Regions from separate parts of the Drosophila melanogaster genome. Here region 1 is linked to region 2. Evidence: chromatin contacts called from public HiChIP or PLAC-seq data. All regions are on one chromosome and are shown on one strand. The core of a region is the stretch at or near the end of the contact, and the rest is flanking DNA. Distances in the headings are between cores, read along the strand shown. Region 1 holds the start of CG1314. Region 2 holds the start of CG1835.

Region 1 (4,411 bases), core at 1,412-3,911, 210 kb before region 2:
ATCATCAGCAGCGGCAGAAGCAACACGAAACACGTTAAGCGCATTGCCATTTGTGCCACATCACGGCAAACGGCGAGGGAGCTCCTTCCTTGGATCATGGGAATCCCCGCATCTGGCACAAGTTGTTCAATTCAGCAAACAAAATAAGGCGGAGAATAAATAGAGAAAAATACATATAGAAGAAAAAATAAAACACGAAAAATTGCCTGCCTTTGTGCAACCGAATGGCTTAAGCGGGATTTATCGGCATGCCGAAAGGTGAATTCGATTGATTGCTCCGATAAAGATGAGCGATGATTCGGGCTATTGTTATAAGCGAAATTGTATGAGGCCTGTTGTTCAGTTAATTCTACAATTAATCAGTGGCCAAGCGGAAATTGTTGTCAAAAGATTTTGCTCTCCTCGTTCATTTGCAACATTTAAATAACTACCACAATGATTTCGTGAAGGATTCCCCTCTTTCTAAAATTTATTGCTGTGGAAAATATACATATGTACCACGAGTTTTAATTTACGGACTCATTCGTAATTCGTGCATCCATCACGCATCAATTTTTCACGTTTATCGATTACGGTTATTAATCATTCCTTTTCAGGACGATTCGATGCACTTTTGTCGACTCATTCGATGCTGAATCCTTCGGCTTAAGCGCGTTCAGCTTGTTAAATGCGCTGCTGGCAAATTGCATTCCCCATTTCCCTGCCATTTTCCATTTCCCACCCACACTTTCCGCCCACTTCCCGACAGGACACAGATGCTGCCACGACCGTGCGACTGAGATGGATAGCTATACTCGCGTCGTAATTAACATTAATTTCGTATAAACTTTGGCACATTGCGTATACGCCATGTGTGCGAGTGTCACTCGCAGTAATATTATCATACAGCATACACTGAGCATTCAGCAAGCGAACAAAATTTCAGGCGATATTCGCAATTAAAATCATTAAATGCTTAATAAACTTTGGAGATAATGACAATATTAGCGCAGTTTACTTTGCTCAATATATGGTTCCTTGTCGATATTCCATCCTTTTCGATAAGAGAACCCATGTTCTGCGCGTTTTTTCTTCGAGTGCTGAGGTGATACTAGATTGTCGTACCACACAAATTAACTGCGAGCACAATTGTTTTACACATTGTTGTCTGGGTTGTTGTCAAGACAGCAGCAGGGAAATGGAAATCTTTATGTGTGGATATGTGCCTTATGAACCCTTCGCTTAACCCCACTGCATCCCGGGGGTCTGTGTGCGTGCAAATGTGCGAGCTCAAAGTTGAATTTTCTTCAATTGACCTTTTAAAATCCTTTCCTTGTTGGTTCTTAATACAAGCACTTCTTGAATGCTGATTCGCTGACAAAAATGTTTTCTTATTTGTTTCAGGTGAGGGTTGCTTATGATGAAGAAGGCTACTTTCCTTTTAGGTAGATATCAAATTGTAAAAACTCAATTAAAGCAAACGGTAAGCAATGAAAATCCGTCTTAAAGATATCATCGAATCTAGAGATACAGCGGCTTTGGCCTGTTTGCCATTTGCGGTTGGCTGCACTGTAAGCTGACAATTGCAGCTCAAAAGCTCGAAAAGGAAAAGCGATACCAAGTGGGAAGAGCGGAAAACCCAGGGAGCATGGCTAAGGAAAGAGAGGTGGAGTTTTCCCCTCGAAACTAATGAAGTAAAAGCGAAGTAAAAGGGAGAAAGCCATAAACAAACGGCGCGAGCACGTGACTCAGCTCGTTTTTATTATTGTTACCAAGTTGCGCGACATAAATGTATAAAAGGTCCCAAAAAATACTTATTAATTGAAATAACGTTCTTCATTTATGTTTTTATCTCTTCATGCATCTTGTCCTCATTAGCTTAAATAAATTACAATCGGAATCAATTTAAATATACACTTGCTATACAGAAGTTTTTAAATATCTAATACATATTACAGTGAATAAATTAACAAAAGCTATCCAAATAATCAGTGTTATTATGAAATTGGTTTATGAAATTGGTTTAAAATTTGTTTTGATTTAATCAGTCATAATCTTTTAAATTTATTGAAGGTCTTGACATATGTTGATTGAACTCCGATTTTACTGCAATAGACCGCACTTCCTCTGCGGCGGTTCATTCCATTGTCGATTTGAAACTAAAGGAGTTGCCAGTGGGAGGTGGACGAAAGTAGTGGCGTGGGAGGGGGGTGGCCACAGGGAGTTTGCAGTCCTAGTCCGACTGTTGCCCTCTCCCTTGGAAGCGATTCCCCCTCCCCCCTTTTTACCCCTAGTTGCATTTCGTTGTTCTACAGAGGCAACTTGAGTTTTGTTTGTGTTTTGCTTTGTCTTGTATGTTGACACATTTTTCTTTCGCATTTTCTTTTTCAACTATGTATGCATGTGTGTGCGAAACCGGAAATTACAAATGCAACAAAATGTTCTCCAGAGTTTTGATAGCATTGTCTCAGTTGCAGTCTAGGAATCTCTTCTAAAGACGATAATTCCACGCTCGTGACTCCGTCATGGAACTCATTAAAAGAATCACATAATATTAACTTGAAACCGTTAGAAAAAAAAAATAAACAAGTAGTTTGTGAAATAAGTAATCAAAAGTTGATTTCATTTGTTCTAACCTTCTGTCATCAGTATAATTTTACGTCGAGACGTCAACAGTTCGACTCACACAGAATTATAATCACAAAAAAAAAAAACCGACATTTTCTTAAAAATTCCTAAATGGAGAACAACAATTGCGAGGGCGAGCAACCATCGACATCCGGTGCATTCTGTAGGTGCTCCGAGTCTGGCATTGGTATATCTGCCGTCCTGGATCTCGCTCAGTCGGAGTACTCCCTGGACACCACGCCGGAAGCTGTGATGGCGAGTGCATGTCGTCTGGAGAACGAGAACGATGGTAATGATACCGATGAGGAGGTGGAGATCTGCTTCACCAGCTTGATGCCCGATCACCGTAGGCGCTTGTATATGGACTGCAAGCTGTCTCTTCCGGCGGGCGGAAGAGTGCCCATGCGCGGCGGCGCAGAAGCCATTTCCGCTTCCCCACATGGCAGAATCAGTTCTCCGGAAATTCGCTATGAGCGGCTGAGAAATACTGCAGTCGAGGTGCGCAAATACTGGAGATTGCAGAAGCTGGACATGGCTTGTCCGCTGAGCAATTGCGACTTGATGTTCAATCCTGAGCAGCTCCTAAGTCACTGCCTGATGCACCACGAGCACATTATTACAATGGAAATGAAGCCCAAGGAGCCAAAGGTTCTGAAGCTGTGTGGAAAATCCTTGCCCGAGGACAGGGGCAAAAGCAACTGTGTGGGTCTGATGATCTACGAGAGTGGCAACAACGCGACCAGGAACTTAAATCTACCCAATATCTACAAGGACTGGGAGTGCCAATTGCCCGTCCTGATAATGCTGTGGAAGACTTCCTGGGACTCGATGCCCGTCGGACCGCGAGTGACCCATATCTATATTCTGTGGCTGTGCTGTCCCCAGGCCCAGACGCCTTTGTTGGTATCCGTGAATATCGGAGAAAACACTCCGGGAGTGCCACGTCGGCAGATGATTCAGACCTGTCAAGGCTCGGAGACCCTGAAGAATTGCGATCTGCTTTCGGACAGTCCGCATTTTATGCGATTCACACATCGCGAAATGAAGGAGCACACTGAAGACTACACGCTGGACGTCGACCTACAGTTCACCATTCTAGAGGATGAGGGTAGAGTGGGGCCCATATCGCCTAATCCTAATGAGGGCACCTTTCGCGAAGACGACATCGAAATAGAACTTGCGGAAAAGGAGAATACCTCCAAGGAGGAGGTATTTATTGGGAACTCAGAAGGGCCTCAAGCGAACTAAACGCAGTCTATCACAATGATTTTTGGAATGATTTTTCAAAATTATTTGCATTACTTTGATACTGTACCTAAAAATTGTTTCAAGTTTTTTTAAATTATTTTGGATCACTTTGTACTTGGACGAAATACCATATCTCATAAGCAATTCAACATATGCAATCTTGTAAATTTTCATCAAAATTGTATCAGTAAAGATCAAATTCCTTATTAGAACTAAAATTAAATTGTTATTAATTAATGCGATGACAAATTAGTTTGAAAGTGCCATTTACATCGTTCAATAGGTTTAAATAATTAATTGTTTAGTCGATAATAAAATAAAATAAATAATAGTTTCGAACTGCCATTAAATCGGCCCTTTGAGTTCAAACTTGTATGTATGGTATGTGTACATTTGAAAGTGCATCATAATGTTGAGTGTATTTGCAATTTTCTCGGTCAGACTGACAGCTTAATTTAATTATTCTTGAACACAAATGTTGTGGCAAACTCGCCCACTTAACCCGCTGTGTGTTTGCTTGGCCAAAAAGCTGTTCGCTGGAAATTTTTCGCTTACG
Region 2 (4,610 bases), core at 812-3,311:
AATTATTTTATCCATAATCGGCATTCGACCACCTCCAACTATTTACTTGATTATTTTTTATGATTGTTACCCATTCAATTCCATTTAATGTGTCTCTTTTTGAAAGTTGCCACTCAATACAGGTTTCTTTCGGTGCAGAACAACATCTGGGATGTCGGTTCACCCTTTCGGGAACGCACTGTTTGTTGTTCCTGGGATGTTTGCGTAGGTTTATGTAAATTAGCCCAGGTCGATGGGTCAGCGGAAGGTCGAGGGCGCAAATGATTCCCAGAAGGCAACAGCAACAGCAACTGCAACTGCAACTGCTGAAGGAGGCTGAGTGCAACTCTTTCCCCTTTCATTCACTCGACGCGAAAAGTAAATGTTGAGTCCAAATCGTACACTGCGCAAAAAAGTTTATTTCAAATATACCAACTTAATTACTCGAAAGATGCACACAGACACTAATCTTGTATATATACAAGAGAATTTTTGGCATCATATTTTCAAAACGCCTTAAGTAAAACGCTAAACATATACTGCCACTTTGAATGCATACACTGAACTTAGAACTTCAATGAGTGGCTAAATTAAAAAAAAATAATCTTAAATTTAAATACAAGCCATCAGTACGTTTATCACAATTCTTATCGCAACCGCAACTCTATTAAGCACAATAGTTCTTATCTTACATATCCGCACTTAACGTAACTAACTTATTTACTTTCCATAACAACACATATTTTTCCACGGTGTAGCTTGCTGCAATATTTGCTCTCGGAACTTTATGACATTACATTTTACAGGAGGCTGTAATAAAACCCTTTTAGCGGCGTGCGCGTAAGGACCAAATACAAGAAAGGCAGGCGGCTCGATGCCAAAGGATCTGATCGGAAAAACGGAAAACAGACCACCCCGACGAGCCGGCCACTGTTGATTTTTCGCGGTCTAATAAAAACTGACCAGCACAGTGGAAAAACGAGCGGGTTGGGTTTTCCCCTCAAAGAGTTGCGCACGCACTTTTCCGAGGAAATCACAAAAACCCTTCGGTTTTCCGCTTGTTTTCCATCCTTTGGGTGTGAGCATTTGCATAACGCCGCCAACGTCGATGTCGGCTTGTTATATAGAAAGAAAAAACATTAAAGAAGAATTAAGTACACGGAAAAAGTAAGCTCGGCCTTTTTGTAATTTTTAACACGACTTTTAGTTAATAAAATATTACTATTTAATATAATAGTTATAGTTTTTAATATTGGAAACTAAGCGATTTCAAATTATTACATATATTATATATTACACTATATTTGTATTTGTATATAATTTATTTTCACAACTCTTAGTATTTAGTTTTAACTATTATTTTCTTGTAGTGTACAAATCAAAGTTGATGCTTGATGCATTCCCTGTAATCGAATGACAGCTGTCAACTGTTTCATTTTCATCGGGGCCAGACAAGCACTGATTACCCAATTCCGACGCTTCGATTTATGGTAATTTTAATTGACCACAAATTAGCTATTCGCAACCGGTTTTCGCACGAAGATCGAAAGATCGAATGTGAGGTTTGAACTTTAAGCTTTGCGGGGGGGATCAGCAACTGATTGAACCACATTTGTTTCTTATATTCCTAGTTTAGCACTATGATTTAGTATTATTTTCACTATTTATTTCCTTGATCAGAGCGATATTGAATGGTGAATGGTTTAAAACATAATGTTCGGGTCACCAATTTGTATTAAACTTAGATTGTTATGTACGAAGACAGGTTTCTTCACATCTTTTCAAACATTACATTCTACAATCCACTCAAAGTTTGATTGCTGTATGTTAACGGTTCGAAAACTTTAGCTCGGGGTCACCTTTTTTTTTTAAATCGGTTAAAACTTATAAAGGGCTACTATTATATTGGGACTTGTTTAAAGTGCCAGTCAACTAAACGATGTTACGTGCAACTTATTGAGCACTTTTGCGGTCCACTCTAATCCACTAGAACTCTAGACGCCCAGAAACCTGAACTTTGCTTCCGAAGCTCTCCAGTGTGCGATGGCAGTGACGTAGGCGGCCAGCCCATCGAATCTGAGACCGAAATACGAAACTGAATCCGAATCAGAATAGAAGCGATCAGGCCACCGGGCAAAGGCCTCCGAGACCCGGCTGACTGATAAGTTATCAGCAATACGAAACGAAACGAAACGGAACGCAATGGACCCTCCCCCGTCGACCCCCTGCCAATAAATATAAATTCGAGTTCGCTGAGGTGGCATGTGGAGAAAATCGGGACCATAAAAAATAAAAGCAAGATCGGGGGCACTGCTCCCTCTCAATGGAGTCCGATGATCCTCCACTATTCCCCCACAACACCTTTGGAATAATGGCGAACGAGATGAGAGCGATATTAACCCATGAAATGAGGTTAATATGATGCATATGGAGCATTTTTAAATTCGAGTGGGAGGAGAAAATACTTTTGAGAATAATTTGCAAATTTTTTTCTACTGCTAATATCTCTAAAGAGAATTCATAGTACTGCACACACCTTATAATAATAAATAGCTCTATGTACTTCTAAAATTCGCAAATAGATCATAAAACAAGCCAGCTGTATTAATGATTAGAAAAAAAAGATCGTAGCAAAGTTTATTTGAGGCATGCCGAAATATTTACAAAAACAATGACGATGGGGCTCTGCTCCCGCCCTTCAGGAACCCATAGCGTAATGCTGCTGATATTGGATGGGATCGGCGGCTATAAGCAGTCGACCTTGAGGTATATGCGTTGCTCACTGGCTAGCAGCGCGAACTTGGCGTCGAATTGAATCCGCTCCACGGTGCGGTCGCAAATCTCGACGCGATGTTGGTGCAAGAAGTAAACGAGGCCCAGCTTTATCTGCAGCAGTCCGATTTGCATCCCGATGCAATTGCGCGGCCCCGCCCCAAAGGGCATGTAGGACATGGGCGCCTGCAGCGCCTTGTTCGCCGCACTAAAGCGCTCCGGGTCGAATCGGTCCGGGTCCGGCCAGTACTGCAAAGGAAATAGCCCAATGAATAACGCTCTTCTAGACAGAAATATTACTTTAACTACTCTTTATGATTAAACATAAATCATTCCCCCAATTTGTTCATGTTAAATATCCGATACAAGTTAAAAGCTTCTTTGGTATAAGGATATGTTTCATGCATATTATGCATAGAAATAGGAACTCGTTAGGAACTAATACAGATACTTGTCTGTTCGATATCAGAATGCCCGAAACTTTCCTAGCTCGATCGCTCTATGAATCAAACTACTGATTGAGCTGAACAACACTTGCAGTTTTGCAGTTATGGGAATGTGTTAAATGCAACTGCGCACTCACCTTAGGATCGTGATGTATGGCCAGATTGGATATGAACACGGGCATCCCACGGCGGGTGTAGCACTCGGCGTGTGGCCTCAGCGAGTAGAAGCGCTTCTTGTTAATCGGCGTGCACTCGCGCTCCAAGAGTGGCACAATTGGATACTTGCGCAGAGTCTCCTCCACGACCATGTCGAGAAACTCCATGCGGGCGACGGCCTCGTAGGTGAGCCTCCCATTGGGATTGCTGGCGAAAGCCTCACGTATTTCGCGGCGCAGGCGCGACTGCATCAGGGGTTGTTTGGCCAACTCGTAGAGGGCGAAGGACATGCTCGCCGAGCAGGTCTCAATGCCGGCCACCTCAAAGGATGCCGCCTGAGCGGCCAAGAAGTCCCGATGGTGCGTGAAGTGCGACTTGTCCTGCTGCAGATCCGCCTCCTTCTTGAGCGTCAGCAGCATCTCGATGAGATCGTTGCGCAGATCACCGCCACGCTCCCGCTCCTCGATCACCAGCTGGATGACTCGGCGCAGGAATTCCGCATGCGGCTCCGTGAAAAGTTTGGGCCGCAGCAGCGGCACCAGTTTTGGCAGGTAAAAGATCACAAACAAGTCGATTATTCGACGCACATTCGGCCGAAACAGGTCCTGACAATGTGAGCCGATCTCCGATTGCGTGTTCCTCAGGCTGTACGATCTCAGTCCGAATGCGATGCTGGCTATCATGTCGGTGTTGTACAGATCACACACGTCCTTGATGCTCACAATCGCCCCTCGCTCCGCGTCGCCGCGTCTAAGATCTCGAGTCAGACGCTTCAGATACCACTCCAAGTCGCAGCCGATCTACGGAGATATAGAACATCCCACAAGGAGCACAGAGCAAACGGATTGTTAATCAATAAATAGGTATCCAAATGTTGCTGCTAGAGCTAATCAGTGTTTCATTAAGTGTTTGTTTCATTAGTGCCTCGATGTGATTCTTGATATTTGCATAACAGATATACAACAGAAAAACCTTAGAGACTTGTCAACCGTTTGGACATGAGTTTCAGCTTTGTCATGGGAATTTGCATTATCACAATGATTAGTAAATTCGATTTGTTTTACTGAAACGCACACAGTTTGTGATTTCTTAGCATTAATTTGCATAGAACTTTTGGTTCGACTAGGCAACAAACTAAGCAGAGGAGAGCTAAAGTCTTGAGCTATAAACGTTATGGTTTTTTTTTCGTAGTAATGCCGTAGTTGGTGGTGACCTTTGATAAGATACAACAAGTCAGTAACAATAAACAGGTTCGAT

Evidence for each region. HiChIP or PLAC-seq counts read pairs in DNA pulled down with a chosen protein or histone mark.
Region 1: a contact with region 2 is called in an H3K27ac HiChIP or PLAC-seq map of the Kc167 cell line, with 2.7 times the contacts expected there. The contact joins the promoter of CG1314 here to the promoter of CG1835 in region 2. A contact is called at or near these places in 1 of 107 Hi-C or Micro-C datasets (the Kc167 cell line) and 1 of 6 datasets of contacts at active chromatin or transcription factors (the Kc167 cell line).

The regions. Positions count from the first base shown.
Region 1 is chrX:20,867,647-20,872,057 of dm6, reverse strand. CG1314 reads left to right here and starts at 2,661. Exons shown (of 1, transcript NM_134567.2): 1 at 2,661-4,069. The coding sequence starts at 2,719. The coding sequence ends at 3,855. All of the region lies in intron 3 of shakB (shaking B), which reads left to right.
Region 2 is chrX:20,659,368-20,663,977 of dm6, reverse strand. It overlaps CG1835, which reads right to left and starts at 2,061. Exons shown (of 3, transcript NM_167709.3): 1 at 1,990-2,061. It overlaps Cyp6v1 (Cytochrome P450 6v1), which reads right to left. Exons shown (of 4, transcript NM_001298570.1): 3 at 3,335-4,153; 4 at 2,553-3,000. The coding sequence ends at 2,725.